2 separate regions of the Mus musculus genome follow, and region 1 is linked to region 2. A link is a contact called in public HiChIP or PLAC-seq data. All regions are on one chromosome and are shown on one strand. Each heading gives the region's core, a stretch centred on a gene start, on an enhancer-like site or on the middle of the called end of the contact. The rest is flanking DNA. Distances are from core to core; before and after follow the strand shown.

Region 1 (6,915 bases), core at 4,011-6,510, 940 kb before region 2:
CCTCGAACTCAGAGATCCATCTGCCTCTGCCTCCTATGTTCTGGGATCAAAGGTGTGTGCCACCACCACCACAGTGATTTATTTATATTTATGTGTGTGTCACTTGTGTGTCTGTGTGCATGAAGTGTATGGCATGCCCATGGCAGCCAGAAGAGGTCAGAGTGCTTAGATACCCTCTGGAGTTTTAGACCCATTATTAGTCACAATGTGGGTACTAGGAACCAAACTTGGGTACTCTACAAGAGCAAAATTGTTCTTAACTGCAAAATCTCTCCAGCCTTTACACATCACTACATTTTAAAGGCCATTTAAATACTGGTAGTTTTCAAAGGCATGTCTTCCTTCAACATAGACTTTCTGGGGATGGAGAAGTGGCTTAGTGGTTAAGTGCTTACTGTTCTACCAGAGGAGGAGTTTGTTTCTCAGCACCCACATGAAGTGGCTCACAAATGCCTGCAATACCTAGGAATAATACAACTCTCCCCTGTTCGCTATAAATCTTTGAACATGCACACACATACACACTTACACACAGATATACACACTCACACATGCATGAACACACATGCAATACACACTCACATGCATGCATGTGCACATACACACAAACGTATGCATGTAGGCACACTTGTACATGCACACACACACACATACTTCATGCTCACTACAGATCTAAGAATCCCACTGCACACTGGACATCTGGATATCTAAAAGACAATCCTGGGTCTAGGGCTGTAGCTAAAGGGTGATAACACTTATCTAATAGATGTGAAACCCTTGCCCACCAATACTGCTGAAAGAAAAATATCTCCAACTTTAATGTGGGACGAGAAGTTAGAAGTTGGGACTCAGTGCATTACTCTCCCAAGGCGTGTTTGAGAACAAAAAGAAAAGTCTAGAAGGATGTTAGATGCTGAGAGTCAGGTTAGCACAAACAGTCCTGGCAAAACAGCATCGCCCACAACCAATCAAGCAATCGTAGAGCCACAAGGCCAGGAAACCTCACCTGAGCAGCTGCGGCATGGAGGCCTTCTCCCTCAGTGGGTAGTCACAGCCCTTGCTACTTCACCAAAAACAAGGACACACCGGAGTCCTGGTCATAACCAAAACTGGAATCCAGAACTCTGGAGGCTTTGGTCTGTTAACCTCTTCTTCATTAAAAATCCCAGTTTCAGGGCTGGGGATATGACTCAGTGGTAGAGAGTTTTCCAGAATGTACAAGGTTAAGCACACTGACTGCTCTTCCAGAGGTCCTGAGTTCAAATGCCAGCAACCACATGGTGGCTCACAACCATCTGTAAGGAGATCTGACTCCCTCTTCTGGAGTGTCTGAAGACAGCTACAGTGTACTTCCATATAATAAATAAATACATATTTTAAAAAAAGACTCTGTCTCAAAAAAAAAAAGCAAAAAACAAACAAACAAAACAAAAAACAGTCAAAGTCTCAGTTGCATGGGGATTTCCATCTTCTTCCAACTAGTTTAGAAGACCTTCAGAACTAAGAGACCTGGCCATGGAGCTGCAGGGATCCTGGCCACCAGAGGGCGCTGTATCCTTCCTAGTCCCTGCCTGTTCCAAACCTGGAGGCTGTGTGTTCTTGAGAAGATCCAAAAAGATGCACCCAGGCCCATGCCTTTCTGTGGAGCAAGAAAGGTCCTTGGAAGCCTTTCCTGTCGGCCGGCAGATGGCCAGGAGCCGTCGAAGTGCCATTCTCTTTCCTTCATTGCACCTTTGCAAGCCTTCCTTCATCTGATCATATCAACTCCGTGCAGGTTCTGAGGGCAGGCACAATAGGGGCACAGTATATCACAGGGTGGAAAGTGCTATGGGGAAAACAAAGTAGGTTAAAGGACTAGGGTATGATACAGGTATGGTATCATGGAACTGCTGTTTTAAATATTTAAAATGTCTTTGTTTATTCTATTTGTCTGTCTGCATGTATAATCTACGCACCATGTACATGCCTGGTACACAGGGAAGCCAGCAGAGGGTGTCTGAAACCCCCTGGAATTAGAATTACAAATGGTTGTGAGCCACCATGTGGGTTCTGAGAATCAAACCTGGGTCCTTTGAAAGATCCGCTGGTGCTCTTAACTGCTGTGCCATCTCTCCAGTGGGGACTGCTGTTCCAGATGGGGTGCTCGGAGAAGACCCCAGGAGGAGGCAGTATTCAAACAGAGAAAAAAAAAATAAGGCTTTTAGATCCCTACAGAAAAAAAAATAGTTGGGCTGGAGAGATGGCTCAGTGGTTAAGAGCACTGACTGCAGCGGGGTGTGGTGGCACATGCCTGTAATCCCAGCACTCGGGAGGCAGGGGCAGGTGGATTTCTGAGTTTGAGGCCAGCCTGGTCTACAGAGTGAGTTTCAGGACAGCCAGGGATACACAGAGAAACCGTGTCTCAAAAAAAAAAAAAAAAGAAAGAAAGAAAGAAAAGAAAAGAAAAGAAAAAAGAAAGAAAAGAAAAAGAAAAAGAAGAAAAAGAAAAGAAGAAGAAGAAGAAGAAGAAGAAGAAGAAGAAGAAGAAGAAGAAGAAGAAGAAGAAGAAAAAGAAGAAGAAGAGCACTGACTGCTCTTCTGAAGGTCCTGAGTTCAACTCCCAGCAACCCCATGATGGCTCACAACCATCTGTAATGGAATCTGATGCCCTCCTCTGGTGTGTCTGAAGAGAGTGACAGTGTACTCATATATAGAAAATAAACAAGTAAATGTTTTTTAAAAAAGAAAAAAAAAGTGTTTGAAGATAAAGAAATTGTGAAATGCAAAGGGGCCCTAAGGCGAGAATATACTTGGGGGTGTAGAACCAGGGCCAGAGTGGGCTAAGTGGAGTGGGCGAGTGTGAAAGAGCTCTGCCAGTTTTATTTCTTTTTCATGTCTTAGAGAGTCAGACTTAACATCTTCCCCAAGAAGCTAAGCATAACCTCCTCCTTTCCCTTATTTTTATTGTATTTCTTTTCTTTTCTTTCTTTTTTCTCCTTTTACTTATTTTGAAGCAGGGTCTCATTAAATGGCCTAGGCTGGCCTTGAACATGTAACCCCCCTTTTCCCCAGTAGCTGGAATTACACAGGCCCTGTGCTGCCAGGCCCAACACTTGACCCAGTTTCTTAGTCTTGGGTAGGTCTTAAGGATTTTAGTTTTATTTTAAATCGAGTGTGAGCCCACTGGAATGCTAAAAAGATGAAGTGTGATCTCTGTTTTAAGAATATCACATCCGCAACGGCAAGAAGACTGGGGGGTGGGGTGGGGGGAGGCAAGGGTGATAGCGGGGCGGTCAGCAAGGAGGCTCGTAGGTGTTGAAGCATTCGATGGAGGTGAAACAGCAGCAAGAGTTAGCTGCTGCTGTTCAAGCCAGTCTACACAAGGAGACCTTATTTTATGTGTATGGGTGAAACAGCAGCAAGGGTTAGCTGTGAGAACATCGGGAGATGATGTAGATGAGAAGAGACATATAATTTCATAGGTTCTGCGGAACCAACCAGGTGAATGATGTCATTGGCTGAGACCAGGAAGGAGTGAGAAGAAAGCACAAACTTGGATTGTTTGAGAAACCTTCCTGGCAGACACGTAGACAAGGTATACATTATTGGTGTCTGCAGTTCTTGAGGAAAGAGCTCGGGCTGACCATTTTCAGTGTTATTGAAAGCCAAAGGAGAGTAAGGGCTCTTAAGGTGTGAGTTTCATGACCAAATGGCCAAAGACTGGAGGCCGATGAAGTGTTATAGAGGGAAGGAAGCCTTGAAGCTAGAAAGATTGGGATTTTAGATGAGGAAGCTGCTGGGCTTGGTATGATCTCAGCCCTCCGGAGGGAAGAGCTGGAAGATCTGGGAACCCATGCAAGTTCAAGCCAGTCTACCCAAGGAGACCTTATTTTATGCGTATGGGCGTTTTCCCTGCATGCATATGTGCGCTATGTGTGCACCAGATGCCTAGAGAGGTCAGAAGAAGGCGCTGTATCTGGGGGGGTGGGGGTGGGAAGAAGAAGATAGAAATGAAGGAATGGAAAAAGAAAAAACCCCTGATCAACCTGGTGTAGACCAGCATTCCTGTCAGAACAGGATGAAACCTGAAGGCTGCAGCTGACTTAATTGAGGTCATAGAAGACCTGGAGAAAGAGTCAATAGTATAGGGGACGAGGGACAAAGAGGGAAACGTGATGGAGACAGAAGCATAGCAGATAGCTAAAGAGGGTGGTTTTGTTTTTTTGGTTTTTTTTTTTCTTCAGTTTTTCGAGACACGGTTTCTCTGTGTAGCCTTGGCTGTCCTGGAACTCACTACATAGATCAGTCAGTCTGGCCTTGAACTCAGAGACCCACCTGAAGAGGATTTCTTCAAGGATGACAACTCCCATAAGAATTTATGTACTTGGGACAATGATGGGGAAGAGGGGGTGTGATGATGGGGGGGCTGGGCAAGGGGAGGCTGTGCACCTCTCTACTGACTCAAACATTCAGGAGAGCTCAGCTTTTCCTTCTGCCCACCCTTGGCTAAGACCGAGGCTAAAGCAGGGGCTCTGAGAACACTCCGTGGCAGCCCCTTCCATCCCAACCGCATTGGAAGAACTGTGTACTCTGGACTGGGGTTAAATGGGAAACAATCCATTCCAATAGTGGTTCTGGGGGCTCTGGGTGGAAGTCCCATGGCTGTGGACTCTACTTACACCGTCAGACAACAAGTGGCGCTAAGCCCGCCCCCGTTGGCTCTTACTATGTATGTATTTACTTGTTTGTTATATCCTGCAAGCCTTTGGTTGGGTTTGGTGTTGAGGACTGAAACAAGGGCCTCCAGAGAGCTTAGCTACTGAGCTCCACCACTAAGCTACATCCCGAACACCAGGAAGCCTAACTTGAAACTACCCTATCTCGCTTCTCCAGTTCCTAGAGAATCTGAAATCTGATGATGCTGACAATATTGACCTCTAACAGTATCCCTAACAGAAAAGTGTTACCATGCCATTTTCCTCTACAAGAGAATACGGTGAGAGATCAATCAACTCTGGGGTTTCAAACGGATGCTTTCCTCCACTCCGCCAGTGGGAGGCGCAAGGGGCTTGGGCGAGAGCCTGAAGCGGGGCACAGGCTGGGCAGCGACCCGACTGGCGAGGGTAAGTGCCCGATCTCACCTTCCCTCTCCTGGAGACTCAGGGTTTTTTGACTGGGTGGGGCCTCCCACCGACCCCGGGATGTCCACTCGTTTGGCCTGGGGAGGGCGTGGCCTAGGGCTCCGCCCCCTTCCGCGGGCTCAAAAGGCGCGGCGTCCGCGGAGGCGGGGTCAGAGCGCAGCGGCGGATCCCATCGCTGCTCCCGGAGGCTGCCAGGCAGCGGCCCAGGCGGGCACTCAGGTACCGGCGTCCGCGAGGGGGTTCCTGGCCTGCACCCTACGGGGTCCTATGGCCCGCTGAGGCGCTGGGGAGGGCGTGGGTGGTCGTGAAGAGTGCCAGATTCCCTCGGCTGGCTTCGGCCGCAGCCTCCGCCCCCGCCTTCCTGCGGCGAAGTGGGGCTGATTGGCGCCTGCGCCACTGTGTGCGGTGGGGACGCGGCCAAGCGCGGGGCTGGGGCGGGAGACGAAGGGAAACAGAGTCATGTTGGCAAGGGAGCATCGTGCGTGGGTGGCACCACTTTCTCTGGCTTCCAGAAAGGATCCCCTCTCTGGCCGTGCGTAAGGGACACGGCCCCCGTCGCTCTCTACAGGACCAGTACCCCGTTTTTCTTTTCCCCTTTCAGAGACCAGGGGTCCCGCCCTGACCACCAGCAGCCTCGACCTGTCCCAAAATGGCTAGGACCCGCTCCAGCGTCCTCCTTCTCCACCCCTCCCCCTCATATCCCGAGCCCCTAACGTGCTCCCTCCTCGGGCTCTCTACAGTGTCAGCTTACACGCCTTATATAGTCCGAGCAGGCTCCGGCGGCGGCCTGCCTGCCGGGACCCGGGGAAGGAGGGGGAGCTGGCCCCTGACTCACCCCGCCACCCTCCTGAGATTCCAGGTTAGCTTGGGCAAAGCAGTGCCAATTAGCCCCACAGCCAACCCCTGGAAGAGAAAAGCACCTGAGCTCGGAGAGGCCTCTCCAGGCCCTCCCGGTGGCAGGGGGCAGGGTGGGGAACCACCTTGTCTGTTGTCTGTGAGAGGTCGGCCTGCCAGGAGCCCAGCCAAGCCAGCTGAGATACCTGCCTCCCAGTGCCTGTGTGTGTTGAGCGTCCGCCCGTGCCTTCTTGGTGCCTGGCCAACGCTAGTGCCCAGATCTGGACCTGCCTGCCAATTTGCATTGCAGACACTTTCTCTTCTTCCTCACAGGAGCAGGCACGATGGATTCCTTCAAGGTGGTGCTGGAAGGGCCAGCCCCTTGGGGCTTCCGTCTGCAAGGGGGCAAGGACTTCAATGTGCCCCTCTCTATCTCTCGGGTGAGCCTAGGTGGGGGAACAAACTCCCCAAGGGTTCTTGGGTGCTCAGGTTTCCAGAGGATCATGGGAGGAAACAGCAGGAGCAAGCCAGGACCAATAAGGCAGGAGTATCCAGGTCCAAATGGACACTTAACTACCAGGACTCCCAACTAGGTGGAGAGTAGAGAGGCACTCCCAACTTCCCTACTTTGACATGGTATTTGATGCTCTCCCACCAAGCCATCTGTGAGTGACAAGGGGGAGCCTGTTCCTTCGGTATTGGAGGCTGATGTCTCCAAGAAGTATCTTACTTAGCTAGGAGAGCAGCCTGTGGAGCCAGGTCCCCAGCAGGATGTAACTTTAATTCCAGTTATTCAAGGAATAGCAGTTGTCATCCTGTTTCCCCAAGTGACAGAGCTTGGTGGGCTGGAGGAGCCCATTCAGTAAGTCCACTGCAGAGCAAGGGTTTGAACTGAGGCACAAAAACGGCTTGTACTCTCTGTACGGTCAAGGCCAACGGGGAACTCTTCCCGCCCTGTGTG
Region 2 (6,910 bases), core at 3,862-6,361:
AGGGAAAAAAGGCTACTAGATACTGTAGCTGATCCCTTTAAAGTTCATCATTGGTTCGGGATCCCTGGAGCAATTCTTCCATGGTAAGACCCCTCAGTTGCCTCCTGTACTGGTTTGAATGAAAATGGCCCCCACAGGCTCACAGTTCTGAATGCTTGATCCAAGGTCAGTGAACTGTTTGGGATGGTTAGGAGGTATGGATTTGTAGGGAAAAGTGTATATCTTCAAGGTTTCAAAACTGAAACTGTGAGCCAGCAATACACTCTCTGTAAGTCCCCTCAGTCATGATGTCTCTTTACAACAAGTAACTAAGATAACTCAGGTAAGTAACGGAGACACCTCCTGTCGGTTCAAAATGCCATAAACTATCAGCTATCAATTATAATGGTCTAACAGTTCAGTGCCCTGGGTACTTCTGAGGCTCTAAGAAAACACCATTGGGGCTGGAGATTTGGCTCAGTGGTTAAGAGCATTGACTGCTCTTCCAGAGGTCCTGAGTTCAATTCCCAGCAACCACATGGTGGCTCACAACCTCTGTAATGGGTTCCAATGGCCTCTTCTGGTGTGTCTGAAGACAGCGACAGTGTGCTCATATGCATAAAGTAAGTGAATAAATCTTTTTTTTTTTTTTTAAAGAAACAACAGAGCTTATCATGGGGTGTGGCGGGACGAAAGCGGGGTGATGGCTGTCAGGTGTTCACACTGTGCCTGAACATTGTGCTCCCATTACTTAATGTACCCCACTTCTCAGCTCAGTGCAGGCATCCCAGCACCACCATCCTCTATTATGTCACCCTGAGCTGTGGTGGCCCCACCAATAAAGCGGAAACAGTATTGTATACCTTGCATAAGGCCAATAATGTCATTTAAGGGAGGTGTGGTGGTACACACCTACAATCCCAGAACTTAGGGACAGAATTATGAGTTCCAGCCAGCCTGGGTTGCATAAAGTATTCAAGACAGATGTCTCAAAAAAATCCAGGAAAATAAAGTACTGAAGACTGCGGCTGGCATCACATCTGTAAAGGGTAACAGAAGATAGGGGGACTGAGAAAAGAAACCGGAAGGAAGGATGAAGTGGAAAGGGGAGGGCGGGGACAGTATGTCAGGCACTGGCTGGTTATGCCATGCAATCCTATGCCCAGGCATCAGTGAGAAGACCAACTGGCTCACCTCCCATAGCACTCACCTGCTTGTTGGCCACTATAACAACAGGCAGATCCGGATCCCTGTCCAACAGTTTCTGCAGCTCCTGCCGAGCCCAGGGCAGCCTTAGCCGGTCAGTCGAGTCCACCATGAACACCAGCACGTCCACCTCGTTGACAAACTCCTTCCAGTAAAAGCGCAGGTTCTGGCTGCCACCAACTGAAGAGAGGCCAAGGGTCAGCTCAGAGCAGAGCTCCCTGTAGCATGGCTCTGCCCATAGCCCCAACCCACTTCCGGATCCTAAGGGTCCACTAGTCAGGGACAAAGAAGCTGCCACAGCCCAGAGCCAGTCAGATCTCCTGAGAGGGCGCTACCCTAGTGTACCAGTCTCTTACTGAACAAAGAGGTCTCAGCAGACCCCCAAAGGCACCGGCTGCATTGGGCCGTAGTTGCTGGGCTTCCTTGCCTCTTATCAGTTCCTAGCTCCCTCCCTGGTCAATGATAACTGATGGGAAACCAGGGATCCCTAAGCCTAGAAAAGCTAGAGTCCCATGCCTTGCCAGTGTACCACTACCCCCAACTCAGTCCCACTCAGGCTTGTCATCCCTTCCTCTCCCTCCCTCGGGAACACTGTACAGAGTCGTGCCAAACGACATTAGCCACAGTGTCCGCCCGCGCCTGGGCTGCCTTTCTGTTCCTCTTTGCCCCTCTGCTCAGTTCCTCTTGGCTACCCTGCACCCCAATCCGGTTCTGCTTCTCTCTCTCTCTCCACTCTAAATCCCCCCAAAAGCCTCAGCACAATGTCTTGGCACACAGTAGGCACTCATCAAATACTTACTGAGTGCTTACCAGGTGCCAAGCACTCACCTGGGTGCTGGGTATCAGGCTGGAGTCCCGGCTCTCTAGGAACTCCCTCCCTAGCCAGAATGGACCAGGCAACCAGATAAGACATATTCTAGAAAGCACGGAATCAAAACCAAGGGAAAACAAGGGGAAGTGGCCGGAGTGTGCTGCTGGTCTTGGGTTGGGCGATCTGGAAATGTCTCCTCAAGGAGGCTGGGTGTGAGCGGAGAGGAGGATGAGGAGCTAGCCACAGGAAGAAGCAAAAGCAAGCATCTCGGGCAGCACAAAGAACAAGCTCCACGCATGCGCGGAAGGGAAAACGTGACAAGCAAGGGGCCTCCAGAGAGAGAGAGAGAGAGAGAGAGAGAGAGAGAGAGAGAGAGAGGAGAAAAGGGTCCAGACCATGTTTCTGAAAGATACCAGTCGCTGACTCCATGGGACGATCTGCAAGGGAGCAACTGTAGTTCTAAATGGGAGAGACGAAAGGGGCTTGAAGCAGACAGCAGCCCTCGGAGTAGGCCAGGCTATGCAAGTGTACCGCGGACAGAACCGATACATTCGATTTCCTAGGTGGTGCACTAAGGAAGGTGTTGCCAGTAATAAATGTGCTCCCTTGCCAGTTCTGCCACAGTGTGCATTCTCAGCTGATCCCCAAGCCACGATGCCGAGACCACGTGAAGGGACTGTTGTGGGGGAAAAAAGCTCTAGGACTTGATTGACAGCTTTCCTGCCACCGCCTCCGGAGGGCTGGGATTACAGGTGTGAACCAACAGGCCTGACAGCCATTTGGGTCTGAATCCTGATGTCCGTCAGAACATGGGTTTGTGAGAACACCTCACTTGGGTGGGAAAGTGAACGCTCCTTCTGTCAGGCACTCACTGAATTCCTGTCCTTTGGCTCAAGAAGAGACAGAGAAAGCTTGATGGGTGGTCCTAAGTAAAGATCAATGTTTGCTACGACCTGGGAGAAAAGGTATGGCCAGGCATGACCAGACCACAAATGCTTAAGAACGAGACCCACTCAGGCTAAGAGTTCGGCTCTCAAAGCTCAACTCTATCCCTAGTGCTTAAATAAGCACACCCAGGCTTCACAGTTTTAGTCCTGTGCCTCGAAGTCCCTCCTAACTCCTCAGAGACTGAGGCTAGACCCAGGTGGAGAAGTCCAAAATCCCAAGACTCCTACATCTACAGGTAGGGCTCCTCAGTCGCCTCTCAGACCACTCACTCAATAAGCCCCCTCGGGTACCTATTAGAGGGCTGAGCCTTTGGGCCAGAAATGGATCATACACTCTGTGACCACAGTGTTCCTGGCCTCATCAGGGACAGAGGGTGAGTGACAAATCCTGCAGCAGGAGGGGACCAGAGTCAGGCAGAGGCCAGACTTCAAAGGTAAGCTTCAAAAGATGTCATTCACAAATCACACTTGAGGCTTGGTTGTGGCCGTGTGTACCTGTAACCCTAGCACTCAGATGGTGGAGAAGGAAGGTTCGAGTGTTCAAGACCAGCCTCAATGCCATGAAACCATCTCAAACAAATGACAAAACCCCGACTAATGGAAGAAAAGACACTATAGCTCAGAATGAGTGGTAGTAGTTTGTCAAGTGTTCCAAGCAGAGAGATGCATGCAAAGAACAGGTAAGAAACAAGTCCCCTTCGTGAGGGCCAGGAGGACCTGCTGCATGAGAACACCGGGCTGGAGAGATGGCTAAGCCATTACGGGCACTGGCTGCTCTTCCAGAGGTCCTGAGTTCAAACCCCAGCAACCACATGGTGGCTCACAACCATCTATAGGGGGATCCGATGCCCTCTTCAGGCAGCCAGAACACTGGAACACTGGGGGAAACCTTTCGTGATCTAGCTTGTCAGAAACCTGTTTGTACATGTATCTAACAGGCAGGTTAACTGATGGCAGTTTTGTGGAGTTGTGTGGGGTATTTTATAAGCAGTGTTTGTCAAATACCTGGCATATGAACCCTTAGCTGTTAGTCTGCCAGTGTAAGGCATGTGTGGTGAAAGGTAGGTGGACCATTTGGATACACAGGATAAGGAAAAATCCTAAGTGTTAGAATGTTCTGTATCTTGTGCCCTGAAGAGAAGCAGGAAGGGTTTCATAAAGGGGAAATGTCCTGATTAGAAATGCATTGTATGATAATCTCCAAATAATCTAGGCCCTGGGGCATCAGTGAGGACAGGGAGAAGGGGGAGTGTGTCTCTTGCTCACTCTCTAACAGGTCCACCTCGAAATTCTTGGTAGGCAGCCGAACAGAGTTGAAGCCCCAGGTAGGGACGTGGCCTTCCACCGGTGGCTTCCCGGCCAGCATGCGCAAGAACGTGCTTTTCCCTGAGCCATCCAAGCCCAGCACCAACACTTCCCGCTGCTCCAGCTCTTCCAAGGCCGGCTCATCTTCCTCGTCCTCGGGCTGTGGGACAGAGACGAAGGCTGCAATCCCCAACCTCCTTCTTGACCCTCCCTTCCCTAGGGACAACGAAGTGCACCACGGTGCCCCTGCACGCCATCCACGCGTCCCGGGGCAGGCACCTGTGGTCTGACATTGCAGGGCAGGAGCTGCTTTTTGAGTCCTAAACTAAAAGTCTCACTTTTCTTTTTGACTCCTCATGATTTCGCGCACAATCTTTCTCATCATAAATCCTTGGCTTCCACGAACAGTAAACCCAAGACAATCCCAAGATCTCACGATTATCCGGCACCGGGAATGAGGGCTCTACCAGGGATCCCCGGGGCGGCGCCACTGCGCTTACTGCACTGTCGCCTGGCTGGCTCCTACCGCGCCCACGGGGCTACCGAGCCCGATGCCCTGCCCGGGCCCTCGCGCTTGCACTCCGCGCTCACAGCATGCGTAGGCCTCCCTGACCTCGGCGGCTCGCACTCACCTCCCACTCGTCCCACTGAGGGAGGCGGGCAGTGTCCGCGCCCCACCAGGCCTCGCCCCGGTCCCAGCGCCGCTCCCGGCCGCGGCCGAAGTAAGCTTTCCAGAGGATAAAGAGCACAGAGCCCAGCACGGCTGCGGCGCCACCCAGAGCCAGCACCAAGGGGCCCAGCGGCCGCGGCGCCATTTGGCCTGGGAGCAAGACCGACCAGCCTGCGGTGGAAGATGGAGCTGTGGCCGCGCCCACCCGCCGGACCCCGCCACACTACAAGCCCCACAATGCACTGCTCGCTGCCAGCGAAGGCTGCGCTTGTATTGCGGTGGGGAAGGGGCACTAGGGTGGGATGGGCTTTCCGAGTAGGGGTTCGGTCCAGGATGGATCTTCCACTCCCTGACCAGTGTGGTAGAAGTGAGGCTGTGCGGACCTGTTGAGTCCCTTCAGAGAAGGAAACACTGAGACTTAGCAGGTATTAAGTTGCTCAAGGTCGCACCATAGTCTAGTTTGGCATTTAAACCCAATCTATGTCACCTGGGTATTTCTCAGGACCACAAAAAAGAGAAATCTCGAAACTAATTATATGGGATCATACGCCAGTGGGATGGCAGAAGGAAGAAGTTTCTCCAAACCTTTGGTGGCTTACTGTGCACAGCAATGAAGAATGTCTGTCTGGCAAGGAAAGTTCAGAGCAATCACATTGTCAGCCACTCCCAGAGACTGCAGGGCTTCCAAGTACTGCATCAGAGAGAAGAGAAACAGGAAAAAAAATGGTGCCCCAAGCTACAGCAGTCCTTTGGCCTTCACTGCGTCTGCGGGATAATGGGAGAGAGTGTCCCAGTGTCCAGCTATGCCTGCCTCTTTAAAGTAGCACGCACACTACACACTCCTTAGCCAGTTTCTCTGTGCCCTAACCTCTGTTCTTTTTGGGCCCCCTTACTTTTGGCTACATATCTATGCTGCTTCCCCTTCTGTCTTGACTTCTTGTTTCTTAGGGTTTTTTGTTTTGGTTTGGTTTTTGGTTTTTCGAGACAGGGTTTCTTTGTGTAGCCCTGGCTGTCCTGGAACTCACTCTGTAGACCAGGCTGGCCTTGAACTCAGAAATTCGCCTGCCTCTGCCTCCCAAGTGCTGGGGATTAAAGACGTGTGCCACCACGCCCGGCTTTGTTTCTTAGTTTTAAAAAATACCTCTATCGGAGTTGTAGAGATGACACTGGTTCAGAGCACTGGTTGCTCTTTCAGAGGACCTGATGAGTTCTACTCCGAGAACTCACACAGCTGCTCCCAACCTTCTGTAACTGCAGATCTTATCTGGCTTCTGCAAACACCATGCACACTCATGCCCACAGTGCCCAGATATACAAGCAGGCAAAATACCTCTATAAAAAAAAAATCTCAATAGCAACACCTCTTTGGGGGAGGTTCATTTTGCTTATTTGATAGAAGTCTGGAGGTAGCAGAATAGAGCACTCTGAAAGGTTTTACTCTCAGTGGCACTCAACCTCATGGTGACTCTTTAATATAGTTCCTCATGTTGTGGTGACCCCAACCATAAGATTTTCTTTGCTTGCTACTTGGTAACTCTAATTTTGCTACCGTTGTGAATTGCAATGTAAAAGCTTGTGATTGTGGGTTGAGAACCATTGATTCAGAAATTACTATTTGCAGAGCAGGAGAGAGATCTCCCTTCCCTTTCCCTTCCCTTTTCCCCTTCCCCTTCCCCTTCCCTTCCCTTCCCCTTCCCTTTCCCTTCCCTTTCCCTTCCCTTTCCCAATCCCTTCCCTTTCCCCTTCCCTTCACCTTCCCTTTCTTCTTCCCTTCCCTTTCCCCTTCCCCTTCCCTTCCCTTTCCCCTTCCCCTTCCCTTTCCCCTTCCCTTTCCCTTGCCTTTCCCCTTCCCTTCCCTTTTCCCTTCCCTTTCCCCTTCCGTTCTCTTTCCCCTTCCCTTCCGTTTTCCCTTCCCTTCCCTTCCCTTCCCTTCCCTTTTCCCTTCCCTTCCCTTCCCTTCCCTTTCCCCTTTCCTTCCCTTTCCCCTTCCCT

What was found. HiChIP or PLAC-seq counts read pairs in DNA pulled down with a chosen protein or histone mark.
Region 1: a contact with region 2 is called in a FOXA1 HiChIP or PLAC-seq map of pancreatic cancer cells. The contact joins the promoter of Pdlim7 here to the promoter of Arl10 in region 2. A contact is called at or near these places in 1 of 484 Hi-C or Micro-C datasets (B cells) and 1 of 115 datasets of contacts at active chromatin or transcription factors (pancreatic cancer cells).

Annotation. Positions count from the first base shown.
Region 1 is chr13:55,511,791-55,518,705 of GRCm38.p6, reverse strand. Pdlim7 (PDZ and LIM domain 7) reads left to right here and starts at 5,260. Exons shown (of 13, transcript NM_001114088.2): 1 at 5,260-5,339; 2 at 6,288-6,394. The coding sequence starts at 6,299.
Region 2 is chr13:54,573,248-54,580,157 of GRCm38.p6, reverse strand. Arl10 (ADP-ribosylation factor-like 10) reads right to left here and starts at 5,111. Exons shown (of 4, transcript NM_019968.3): 1 at 4,881-5,111; 2 at 4,210-4,408; 3 at 1,190-1,365. The coding sequence starts at 5,063. It overlaps Gm24195 (predicted gene, 24195), which reads right to left and starts at 2,019; the gene lies at 1,937-2,019.